3 separate regions of the Macaca mulatta genome follow, and regions 2 and 3 are each linked to region 1. Evidence: chromatin contacts called from public Hi-C data. All regions are on one chromosome and are shown on one strand. The core of a region is the stretch at or near the end of the contact, and the rest is flanking DNA. Distances in the headings are between cores, read along the strand shown. Region 1 holds the start of BYSL (bystin like). Region 2 holds the start of TAF8 (TATA-box binding protein associated factor 8). Region 3 holds the start of TOMM6 (translocase of outer mitochondrial membrane 6).

Region 1 (4,062 bases), core at 1,091-3,590:
TTCCATCCCTCACATATCTTGCTTCCATTAAGGAACACAGGAGGATCATGATGTGAACTGTGGGAAACAAGAGTGCAATCACTGAGAAACCTGCAAGAACCTGGGCTACCAGGAGGAAAAGTATTTCCCCTACACATGCTTTTGTATGAGAAGCCTATAGCCACTGGCTTCAGATATCCTGGCCTCTGGGTTTCTCCCACGGGGAAAAATGCTCACATCTACTGAGATAAGAAAAAAATGTTCTGGGACCTGGCACCTTACAACTAACGCCTCCACAAGCACTGGACCCATACCTTTCCCTGCTACCTCATCTTCTTCCAACGGAGACTTAAAACCTATGAAAGATAAAAACTCCTCTGAAACTAGACTAACCATGGAATTAAACATAGTGGGAAACGGGTCCTAAAGAGATAAAGTGCCTGGAACCCTGATCTCCTTATTTTCAATAGCCTCTTTTTCCCTCTGGACCCAAGATCTTAAAATGGGCAAATTAGAAACAGACACAAGCTGGTCTAACTGCATTTGATGGCTGAGGGAAGGGTAGGCAAAAATCTTGGCCGGTCGCGGTGGCTCACGTCTGTAATCCCAGCACTTTGGGAGGCCGAGGCAGGCGGATCACCTGAGGTCTGGAGTTCGAGACCAGCCTGACCAACATGGAGAAACCCCGTCTCTACCAAAAATACAAAATTAGCCGGGCGTGGTGGCGCATGCCTGTAATCCCAGCTACTCCGGAGTCTGAGGAAGGAGAATGGCTTGAACCCGCGAGGCGGAGGTTGCTGTGAGCCGAGATCGCGCCATTGCACTCCAGTCTGGGCAACAAGAGCGAAACTCCGTCTCAAAAAAAAAAAAAGAAAGAAAAAGAAATAAAGAAAAATAAAGAAAATCTTTAAAAATACTGTTTCCTGATTGCTTATAACCCACTCCCTCTAACCCTGTCTGCAGGTGGGTCACAGTCCAAAGACCCTATTTCCAACCCTGACGTCCCATTGCGGGCAGTACTATGGCCTCACGGGAAGGAAAATGAATCTAGAAGGGAATGAGGTACACAACCATTGATAGGTTCCTGGGATAAAAACTTTGCTTTGTCGGCCGGGCGCGGTGGCTCAAGCCTGTAATCCCAGCACTTTGGGAGGCCGAGACGGGCGGATCACGAGGTCAGGAGATCGAGACCATCCTGGCTAACACAGTGAAACCCCGTCTCTACTAAAAATACAAAAAACTTACCCGGGCGAGGTGGCAGGCGCCTGTAGTCCCAGCTACTCGGGAGGCTGAGGCAAGAGAATGGCGTGAACCCGGGAGGCGGAGCTTGCAGTGAGCTGAGATCCGGCCACTGCACTCCAGCCTGGGTGACAGAGCGAGACTCCGTCTCAAAAACAAACAAACAAACAAAAAAAAAAACAAAAAAAAACTTTGCTTTGTCGACACCAGCCTGGCCAATATGGTGAAATCCCATTTCTACTAAAAATACAAAAAATAGCCGGGCGTGGTGGTGGGCGCCTGTAGTCCCAGCTACTCGGAAGGCTGAGGCAGGAGAATCGCTTGAACCCAAGAGGCGGAGGGTGCAGTGAGCCAAGATCGCACCACTGCACTCCAGCCTGGCGACAGAGCGAGACTCCGTCTTAAAGAAAAAAAAAAAAAAAAAAAAACTTCGCTTTGCTTTCCCGCCTTCCAAGAGGAAGGGGCGCATCTCCGAGGAAACAAGGCCGGGGAACCCGCGGCTCGCACGGCATCCTCTCATCCACACAACCCGAGGACAGCTCCCAGGGGACGGCGGACCACGGTCAAGGTCCTCTTTTCGGCCCTTCACAACTCCAAGCTCCGCCCCACAAAACCCCCTGCAGTCCTACCAAGTCACTCCCATGGCGTCGGGCCAGGAAGGCGGCCGGATCACACGGTAGAAACGCAGGGTTCCCTATCCGCCCACAGAAACTGCTTCAGTTCCCCAACACAACCTTCGGTCTCGGAAGAGACTCCGGAAATACGTAAAAACAGAGCGCCGGGTCCACGCCTTCCCCAAGGAGTGGGGCGGGTCTCAGGGCCACTCGGTGACACCTCCAGTGACATCATCTGCGGATTCCCGCCCACAGGTTTCTAAATCCAGACATTCTCGTTTGGCTGAGCACTCTAGGCCTAGACCCATGAAGCTAAGAGCGACACTCAAAGACTGCACTGTTGAGAGAAGCTAACGTTAAAGGCTGTGAATATATTGGGGAGTCCAGCTCCGGAACCCGGGAGCTCTTTTAGTGGGAGGGGCGGCGCTGATGGTGCTTCTGGCCTCCGAATGCTAGGGGGCGCTGTGATCGCCGCGTGGCCTCTTGAGAGCCGGGAGTCCACCGCGCAAGCGCAATCTGGCTTTTTCGCCGTCCCCACGTGCGAACCTCCGCGGCAACGTTTTCGAGAAAAATGCCCAAGTTGAAGGCGGCCCGTGGGGTCGGGGGTCAGGAAAAACATGCGCCCCTGGCCGATCAGATCCTGGCTGGGAATGCGGTGCGGGCAGGGGTCCGGGAGAAGCGGCGGGGTCGCAGGACCGGAGAAACGGAGGAAGAGTATGTGGGACCCCGGCTGAGCCGGCGGATTTTGCAGCAAGCACGGCAGCAACAGGAGGAGCTCGAGGCCGAGCATGGGACTGGGGACAAGCCCGCGGCGTCGCGGGAACGCACCACGCGGCTGGGTGAGTGTCTGGGATGAGATCCGAGGAAGACAGTGGCCAGTAGTGGGGCGGGGTGGACAGCTAAAAAGTGTCTGGCAGGGGAATTGCTTCGAGTCAACAAAGGGTCCGTATTACACTTGCAAAAGTAATGGAATGGGAAACTGAACCCTGTTCAGAGCCCTCCGCGTCCACTCCTAGTTTTAGGCACTCCCTTCTACACATCCCCTAAGTTAGGCCAACAGTAATCGCTCGCTCCACCCTAGCATTTATCCATTGGTTTTGTAAATATATATGGGATACCCACTACGAGCTTTGTACTATGCTCGGAGTTCTATCGAATGTTTGGGTACAGAAGTAAACAACATAGGCACGTCTGACTTAAGGACCTTACAGTCAAGCCCAGTAGAGAGTCAATTAAGTAGACTCTTAGAATAATATTTTTCTATGATAAAGTGTCGCTTCCCTGGTAACAATAGCATTGGTCTTGAGAAGCTTCTCCGATTGCAGCAGGACCTTTTAAGTTGAGAACTGAAAAACGAATGGGAAGTGTTATGAGCAGAAAACACATTGTTTAGCAGCCAAAGAGGGAGAGAGATGAAAGACGTTTGATATTTTCTCGCTAGGGAGGGAGTGTTGACCTCTGAGATGCTTCATCCGTTTTCCAGATCTCATCTAAAGCAATATTTGACGCAATTGAATAGTGGCCTCCTGGCCACAGTATCCTTACTTGGGTTTTAAGACATCAACACTCCTGTTTTACTGCCACCTCACTTCTCAGTATCCTTGACTGACTCCTATTGCAACCTCTTATCCTCAGTCCTCTGACCTCTTCAAATATTCTCTGGTGCTGGCAAGTTTCGTGGTTTAAATACCATCTCTTGGGTGACTACTCCTAACTTTATAGTCTAGCCCTGACCTCTTCCATGAAATCCATATTCTTATATTCAACTGCCTATTTGGCAACTCCAATTTAAAATCTGACAGCTCAAATTTAACATGTACAAAACAGAAATCTTGACCTCTCCAAACCTGCTTCTCTCACCATTGTCTTCCCCGTCAGTAGCGTATTCTTTCATTTGCTCAAGACAAACTTTAGACTCCTGTATTTCTCTCTCCCCGTCTCTCCCTCTCTCCCCCGCCCCATCTCCTCTCTCTGTCTCTCCCTCCCCACATCTGATCTGTAAGAAAATTCTGATGACTCTGCCTTCAAAGTATATTCAAAATCAGACCACTTTTCACCGCTTTGGAACACCATCCTGTTGAAGCCACCACAATCTCTCACCTGGATTATCACAGTAGCCTCCTCGTTAGTATCTCATATTCTCCTTTTTTTCTTTTTCTTTTTTTTTTTTTTGAGATAGAGTCTCTCACTCTGTCACCCAGGCTAGAGTGCAGTGGCACAATCATAGCTC
Region 2 (4,062 bases), core at 848-3,347, 140 kb after region 1:
CCCAACGCATGGTCTGACATGCCTGAGCTGACATCCCATCTACCCCGGTTTCTCCAGCCCCCAAGCCTACCTCCTCGGCAGGTGAGCTCCCCGGAGCACCAACTGGGGTCGTCGGCGCTCTCTCCCGCCGCCTCTGGTGCCTGCCTTTGGGGAGTTGGGGTGGTCGCAACCACCAGCCACGAGGAGGGGATTGCACCTCTCTCCCCGGCGTCCGAACAGAGCCAGTCTCCACCCCTGCAGGGGCGAAGTGTTTACAAAGTCCGCGCCGCGCCGCCGATCCCGAGCTGGGCAGGAAGTGGGGAAGAGGGGGCGGAGGAGACAAAGGGGCTGGTGCTCTGCTCAGCCAAGTTTCAGTCCCCGGCCCGACCCCTCCACCCCCTGCACATCCTCGGCGAGACCAGGAGGCTCATCCGGCGCCGCAAACCCCCGCCCGCAGCCCCCGCCCCACACGGCATAGGTGAGGGGGCGGGGCGCCACAGAGGCTCAGTGTGGGCGACCGGCCGGGGCGGCACGGGTTCCCAGACCGCTGCCTCCTGGCGTTCGCAACTCCTCCACGTGCTATCCAGGAAGTAAACAAAATCATGAGGAGCGATTTCTTTTTCTTTTTCTTGAGACGGAGTCTCCCTCTGTCGCCCAAGCTGGAGTGCAGTGGCGCGATCTCGGCTCACTGCAGCCTCCGCCTCCCGGATTCAAGCGATTCTCCTGCCTCAGCCTCCGGAGTAGCTGGGACTACAGGCGCCTGCCAGCACGCCCGGCTAATTTTTTGTACTTTTAGTAGAGACAGGGTTTCACCATGTTGGTCAGGCTGGTCTCGAACTCCTGACCTCAGGTGATCCACCCGCCTCGGCTTCCCAAAGTGCTGGGATTACAAGCGTGAGCCACCGCGCCCGGCCAATTTCTTGACTCTTACTACACGTCAGGCACTATGACAGACCCTTTCTGTGTATCATCCCATCTTACCCCCAGTTTTACAGAAGAGGAAACTGAGACACACTGAGGATTAGGTCAAGTGCCCGAAGTACCACAGCTGGCTAGTGTTAGGATTCAAACCCAGAGTCTGCGTCCTGCCAGGCAACTGCAAATGGGGACGATTACGGTGCAGCCAGAGGGGCTGACAGGCCAGGTAGAAAACAACTGGCAGCCGCGGGCACCCCACGCCCTGGGAGTGAGGCGGCAAGGGACAAGTCTCCCGCCCCACCCAGACTTGCCTCGCAAATACTTGCGGGTTGAGGGCGCGAAGGCAGCAGGATGCAGCGACAGACTTGGAGTAGGTAGTCCAGGCTCTACTCCAAGTGGGCCATTGACAGGCTGGGCGGCCCTCAGCACAAAATCACGAAGCTGGATGCTCCAGTGTTTCCCAACATTACCTGCTCAGGAGAATCATCTGGGGAGCTCCTTAATGAGAAAGATTCCCAAGTCCCTCTTCCACAGAGTGAAGTCACTGGGATTGGGCTGGACCCAGCCAGGTGTTGCTAATAATCAGACAAGTTTGGAAAACCCTGCAAGTGTAGTTGACCTCCTGGGTCCTTCCAGGAGTGTGCTCTTTACAAGAACCGATTTTCATATTAAAATAGGTTTCTTTTAACTCAGTGAAACCCAGCGCGTTTTCCCGGTCCACAACCAAGCCACTGAAGGCCCCAGAACACTTCACTTTCAAAAGGTCACGTGAGGCGGGTGCGGTAGCTCAAGCCTGTAATCCCAGCACGTTGGGAGGCCGAGGCCGCGGATTGCTTGAGCCCAGGAGTTCGAGACCAGCCTGGCCAACATGGCGAAATTCGGTCTCTACTAAAAATACAAAAACTAGCGGGGCGTGGTGGTGCCCGCCTGTAATCCCAGCTACTCCGGAGGCTGAGGCGGCAGGATCGCTTGAGCCCGGGAGGTGGCGATCGCGCCATTGCACTCTAGCCTGGGAGACAGAGAAGACTCTGTTATCTTAAAAAAAAAAAAAAAAAAAAAAAAAAAAAAAAAAAAGTCACGTGAGCCGGGGTCACCGCAGGCGTCCCCCAACCGACTGGGCTTCGGAAAACCAAGGGGCGCACGCCGCCCCGCCCCGTCCCGCCCCGCGACTACAAGTCCCATCGCGCCCCGCGCTCGCGCACACTACGCCAGAGCAAGATGGCCGACGCGGCGGCCACAGCTGGGGCCGGCGGCTCTGGAACGGTAAGGGCAAGAAGCGCGGACCCGGAGCCGAGAGAGTTTGGGTATCCTGCAACATTCCCCTAGACTGAGCAACAAGCTAGGCCCCATAAATCCAGCCCCATCATGAGCTCCGACTGGCGGAGGGTCTTTTCAGGCCGTACGCGCCCCCTCCCTGGGACTTGGCTGCGGCCGCCGGAGTTGGCGGACCTGTGTCTTGATTGGCTCCTTTGCTGTTGGGGGTTGGGAACCCGGAACACCCCCTGATTGGTCCGAACATGCCATTTTCGCCTTCTTATTGGCCGGCCAAAGTTGAAAGGCATTCCCGTTTCAAAACATTTAGCTTTCTTACTTTTTCGTGCTGTTTTCTTTTGTCCTCCTCGCCGTCACCTCTTGTTACTGTTTTCATTTTCCCTTTCAATGAAATGGTGTGAAGATGGGGGGCACAAGAGAGGGATCCTATTTTTTCTGGGGGACAGGTCTTAATCCCATCATGCGTGTTTCTTCAGCTGTGTATTCTAATAATCTGCTAAAGTAGAAAGTAAAAGACCTGCTATTTTATCTCATTGGGACCGTACTTTTTAGGTGGGCGGAAAAGTAGTCTCTGTATTTAAAGCACCTTGGGTGCTCAATTTTTACTCAGTTGGCCAAGATCTGTAAATCTAAACATTAAGCACTGATTTTTAAAATAAAAGTAGTAAAAGAACTTTGTTTGCCATTGACCACGTATGAACTATGTGATTGCATCCTTCTCCTGTGGATGAAAATCTTTCTGGGCTGCTGCTTCACAGAGATCGGGAAGTAAACAGTCCACTAACCCTGCCGATAACTATCATCTGGCCCGGAGGAGAACCCTGCAGGTGGTTGTGAGCTCCTTGCTGACAGAGGCAGGGTTTGAGAGTGCTGAGAAAGCATCCGTGGAAACGCTGACAGAGATGCTGCAGAGCTGTGAGTACACAGAAACACTAGTCCTTGGAGTCAACCCCAACATCAGTTCAGTGCCCTGCTTTGTGATAGTGTTTGAGAGGATTTAAGAAAAAGATAAACTTTTTTCTTAAGAGGGGAGAAAAAAAATTTTTTTTAATGTAAAAAGTTGAGAAAAGAGCATAATGGGCTGAGCGCGGTGGCTCACGCCTGTAATCCCAGTACTTTGGGAGGCCAAGGTGGGTGAATCACCTGAAGTCAGGAGTTCAAGACGAAACCCCGTCTCTACTAAAAAATACAAAAAAAAATTAGCTGGGCGTGGTGGCTGGTGCCTGTAATCCCAGCTACTCGGGAGGCTGAGGCAGGAGAATTGCTTGAATCTGGGAGGCAGAGGTTACAGTAAACTGAGATCTTACCACTGCACTCCAGCCTGTGAGGCTCCGTCCCCAACAACAAAAACAGAAAAGAGCATAATGAAGTGACTTACGGGCTTTAGAATCAGATAGACTTGGGTGTACATCATCACTCTGTCACTTAATAGCTTGGGCAAGCCACTGAATCTCCTGAACCTCAATTTCCTCATTTGTGAAATGAGATAACAGTTTGTACCTCATGGAGTTGCAAATGTAAGTGAGATATATATATAAAACATTCAGTGCTGGGGAGATTATAAGCTCTTGGTGAGTTATGGGTGCCCTTAAGGACTTTTGTTGGGGAGTCAGGGCTAATTCCCCATGCAATAGATATCATCACATTATGTAATCAAATGCTAGATTGTGTGATACAAAGAATGAAGGGGAAAAGCCACTTTTTTTTTTTTTTGAGACAAAAGAGTTTCACTCTGTTGCCCAGGCTGGGGTGCTGCAGTTTCACAATCTCAGCTCACTACAGCCTCCGCCTCCTGGGTTCAAGCAATTCTCCTGCCACAGCCTCTCAAGTAGCTGGAATCATAGCCATGCACTACCACTCCTGGCTAATTTTTGTATTTTTAGTAGAGACAGG
Region 3 (4,062 bases), core at 1,094-3,593, 130 kb before region 1:
ACCTCCCCTCTGACAGTGTAGGGAGCTGCTGAAGCCAGGAGAGTACGGAGTGTTTGCAGCCCGGGCAGGGGAACAGCGTTGCTGGCACCAGACTTGCTTTGCCTGCCAGGCCTGTGGCCAGGCCCTGATAAACCTCATCTACTTCTACCATGATGGACAACTTTACTGCGGCCGCCATCATGCAGAGTTGCTGCGCCCGCGCTGCCCGGCTTGTGACCAGGTACAGCCTTGAGGGGAGGAACTGGGGGTCTGCCCAGGGTCCAGAGTGGCAGGATACAAAGGAACACTCTCCTGGGCCACAGTTTCTCACAGTATCAGGGAGTGGGGAGAAGTAGGAACCAGCCTGGGCAAGTTCACTGTGTTCTGACTTGAGCTCTGGGCATGTGGGACCCGGTGCCCTTCTGCCTGTGGCCTCCCCCACTGCAGAGGTCCTCAGATGTTCTTGGAATGACAGAATTTCTCTAGAGCAGGGACTCTTGGACACATGCTCATCTTAGTAGATGCCAAGTGCCCAGTGCTGTGCCTCATCATGCTAGAAATTCCCTTGATGTCAGCATAAAAGGAAGCCTGGAGCCCTGGGTTGGGAGTCCAGACCCCCAGGTCGCACTTCGGATTGTGCCACTTGCTAGCTGATGTCCTGGCTAAGCCAATCAGTCCTCCCTGTGTCCATGAGTGGCTGAGTGAATCAAATGGGAATGTATGCAGATGTGCTTTAGCGTTAACTGGGTAAAAGGCGTGGTTACTGGATGAATGAATGAGTGAATGAATGAATGAAACGTTCCCCTCTCCCTCTCCCAGCTGATCTTCTCCCAGCGCTGCACCGAGGCAGAGGGACATCACTGGCATGAGAACCACTTCTGTTGCCAGGACTGCGCCGGGCCTCTGGGCGGGGGACGTTATGCCCTGCCTGGGGGAAGCCCCTGCTGCCCCAGCTGCTTCGAGAACCGCTACTCGGATGCAGGCTCGAGCTGGGCCGGGGCACTGGAAGGGCAGACATTCCTTGGTAAGGGAGAGGATGCAGAGCAAAGCGGGAGGGAGCTTGGGCTGGGCTGTGGGGGTTCTCCCGGGCTGGGACCCTCGCCCCGGTCCCACGCCGTCCCGCCCCTCCAGGAGCACCCCCACCGCACCCCCCAGATCCGAGCCTCGGGGCCCGCAGCTCTCACCGCGCGTCCCTGGCCGGAGCGTTCCGAGGGCCTCCCGAACCCACCCCGCGCCGCGGTCGGGGTTGCGGCGCCGGACTCCCTCCCAGGCGCGGGACGCGGCCGCCCTCTGGTGGAGGCGGGGGACCCTGGCGAGGACTCGCGGCGGCGGCGGTGGCGGCGGCGCGCACGGCCCAGGGGCTGGGCTGGGCGGGGCGAGAGGCTGGGCTTCACCCCCGCTAGCTGCGGTGGAGGTCCAGCTCCGCATCTCTGAGACCAGCGTTTCCGACCCGGCCCGGAACAGGGGAGACTGGACCAGACCGAACTGGAGGAAGGGACCAAACCTCGGTGAACTCTGCGACCCTCTCCCGAACACTCCTTCTCGCTGCCGCCGGCGGTTCCTGCCTGCAAACTCAGACGGGGCTGCCTGGATCCAGTCCCCAGCAGGAGAACCGACCTGGGGAAAAAGCGGAGGCACCCAAAGGGCAGGAGCAGTGCCGCTTGGAGACTCTTTGTGATTCCAAGGACACCCCTTTCTCCACCTGCTCCTCCTCCTCTGACTCGGAACCTGAAGGCTTTTTCTTAGGCGAGCGCCTTCCCCTGTCCTGGAAAATCCTCGGAAGCCTCCAAGCAGAGGACAGCAACGCCTCTAAGAAGCACTGCACCATGTGCTAGTGGCGCAGCTCAGAGAGGGGGTGTGAGTGGGAGGAAAGGGGTCTGTAAAGCGGGAGAACAAGGCTAGCCTCCCCTAACAATCCTAGACTGAGACGCAGTCAGGCGCACGCCTGCGAGAGGCGGCGAGGTGACAAGTTTGGAGTGCGCCCCCTTCAGCACAGCGCGTTAGGACTTTTGGTGGAGACTTTCTTGGCAAAACCCATTCCCCAAAGTTACGCTTCCCCTGCTGAGATAGCCCCTACCCCCACCTCCACAGGCTGGGACAGCCCCGTCCCCACCATCCTCCTCCCGAGCCAATTAAATGATCATAGCACGCGTGACGGTTACCGGCTGGAGAGCCGGAGGTGGGACCGGGAGCAGGGGACCGTAGAGCCGGGCCGCGCTCCTCCCCTCCTAGAGTTCGTGGACGCGCAGCAGGGTGCCGTCCCTCTTCCGGATGTCGGACTAAGCGAACAGCGCTCCCCTGCCGGTTGGTAGCAGCCGGAAGTGCCAAACCGGAGGTGCGTCATTCACCCGCGACGCTGATACGGTTCCTCCACCGCGGCCCATGCGAAGGTTCCTACTATGGCTTCCAGCGGGGTCCCGGTGAGCGCTGCTGGCTCGGCTAATGAAACTCCCGAAATACCGGACAACGTGGGAGATTGGCTTCGGGGCGTCTACCGCTTTGCCACAGATAGGAATGACTTCCGGAGGTAACCGAGCCCAAGAACTTGGTCCTTCTCTGGCCCTTACGTCGGTATTCCCCTTTCTCGCGAGGCTGGCGCCTCAGGGTTTTTTGTTTTTGTTTTTTTGGTTTTTTGTTTTTGTTTTTTTTGAGACGGAGTCTCGCTCTGTCGCCCAGGCTGGAGTGCAGTGGCGCGATGTCCGCTCACTGCAAGTTCCGCCGCCTCCTAGGTTAACGCCATTCTCCTACCTCAGCCTTCCTAGAAAATGGGACTACAGGCGCCCGCCACGACGCCCGGCTAATTTTTTTGTATTTTTAGTAGAGACGGGGTTTCACCATGTTCGCCAGGATGGTCTCGATATCCTGACCTCGTGATCCGCCCGCCTCGGCCTCCCAAAGTGCTGGGATTACAGGCGTGAGCCACCGCGCCCGGCCTTGTTTTTGTTTTTTAACATTGCCAGCATTGTGGCGTCCTCGTAGCTCTGCCTGTGCGTCACTGAGGTCCTTGGCCAGGAGGGAGAGTTCCCGTGTGGCAAAAGCGATCTTTCGTTCGTGTGGCTGTATCTGTATGTCACCCTGATCAAGGGAAGAGGTGCCAGCACGTAAACAGGCTTTTTTGGCGCTGGACTAGTGCTGTCGCTGGGCTTTGCGGATCTTACTTTTCTTTTTTTTTTTTTGAGACGGAGTCTCGCTCTGGCACCCAGGCTGGAGTGCAGAGGCGCGATCTCGGCTCACTGTCCCTTCCGCCTCCCGGGTTCAAGTGATTCTCCTGCCTCAGCCTCCCCAGTAGCTGGAATTACAGGCACGCGCCACCACACCCAGCTAATTTTTGTGTTTTTAGTAGAGACGGGGTTTCACCATCTTGGGCAGGCTGGTCTCAAACTCCTGACTTCTTGATCCACCCGCCTCGGCCTCCCAAAGTGCTAGGATTACAGGCGTGAGCTACCCCGTCTGGCCACATTTATTTCTTTTTGAGACAGTCTCGCTCTGTCACCCAGGCTGTAGTGGCACGACCTCAGCTCACTGCAATCTCGGCTCCCGGATTCCAGTGATTCTCCTGCCTCAGCTTCCCCAGTAGCTGGGATTACAGGCGCGCACCACCACACCCAGCTAATTTTTGTATTTTTAGTAGAGACGGGGTTTCACCATGTTGGCCAGGCTGGTCTTGAACTCCTGACCTCGGGATCCGCCTGCCTCGGGCTCCCAAAGTGCTGGGATTACAGGTGTGAGCCACCTCACCCAGACTTATCTTACATTTATTAGGCACAAAAATAAACTCCAAATTCCCACGTGGGTCTTGAGCAACCTGCCATGTCACAACCATGTATTAACACCTCGGGAAGGTGGTGGTGATGGAAGCTTTTTCCCCCAGTACATTTCGTTAACTGTACAACAGATTCAGTGACCACAGGGTTAGTAAAACACATTTTTTTCCAGGAACTTGATACTAAATTTGGGACTCTTTGCTGCGGGAGTTTGGCTGGCCAGGAACTTGAGTGACATTGACCTCATGGCACCTCAGCCAGGGGTGTAGCCAAGTAGGTAAGCACTGAACCACACCCCTGCGTGTCTTAGGAGACCTAG

Evidence for each region. Hi-C and Micro-C count contacts between places; a contact is called where the count stands out from the background.
Region 2: a contact with region 1 is called in a Hi-C map of cortical neurons, with 4 times the contacts expected there. The contact joins the promoter of TAF8 here to the promoter of BYSL in region 1. A contact is called at or near these places in 3 of 14 Hi-C or Micro-C datasets (CD4 T cells, cortical neurons and fibroblasts).
Region 3: a Hi-C map of fetal cortex germinal zone shows a contact between it and region 1, with 4 times the contacts expected there. The contact joins the promoter of TOMM6 here to the promoter of BYSL in region 1. A contact is called at or near these places in 6 of 14 Hi-C or Micro-C datasets (CD4 T cells, blood, cortical neurons and 3 more).

Annotation. Positions count from the first base shown.
Region 1 is chr4:140,251,798-140,255,859 of T2T-MMU8v2.0, reverse strand. It overlaps BYSL (bystin like), which reads left to right and starts at 2,340. Exons shown (of 7, transcript XM_001085599.5): 1 at 2,340-2,671. The coding sequence starts at 2,404. MED20 (mediator complex subunit 20) reads right to left here and starts at 1,982. Exons shown (of 3, transcript XM_015136338.3): 1 at 1,848-1,982.
Region 2 is chr4:140,109,537-140,113,598 of T2T-MMU8v2.0, reverse strand. It overlaps TAF8 (TATA-box binding protein associated factor 8), which reads left to right and starts at 2,097. Exons shown (of 9, transcript XM_015136339.3): 1 at 2,097-2,160; 2 at 2,928-3,084. The coding sequence starts at 2,116. It also overlaps a transcript of CCND3 not described here.
Region 3 is chr4:140,386,310-140,390,371 of T2T-MMU8v2.0, reverse strand. It overlaps TOMM6 (translocase of outer mitochondrial membrane 6), which reads left to right and starts at 2,343. Exons shown (of 3, transcript NM_001193443.1): 1 at 2,343-2,506; 2 at 3,916-4,020. The coding sequence starts at 2,379. The coding sequence ends at 4,012. PRICKLE4 (prickle planar cell polarity protein 4) reads left to right here. Exons shown (of 7, transcript XM_077999984.1): 5 at 17-220; 6 at 799-1,003; 7 at 1,444-2,305. The coding sequence ends at 1,814.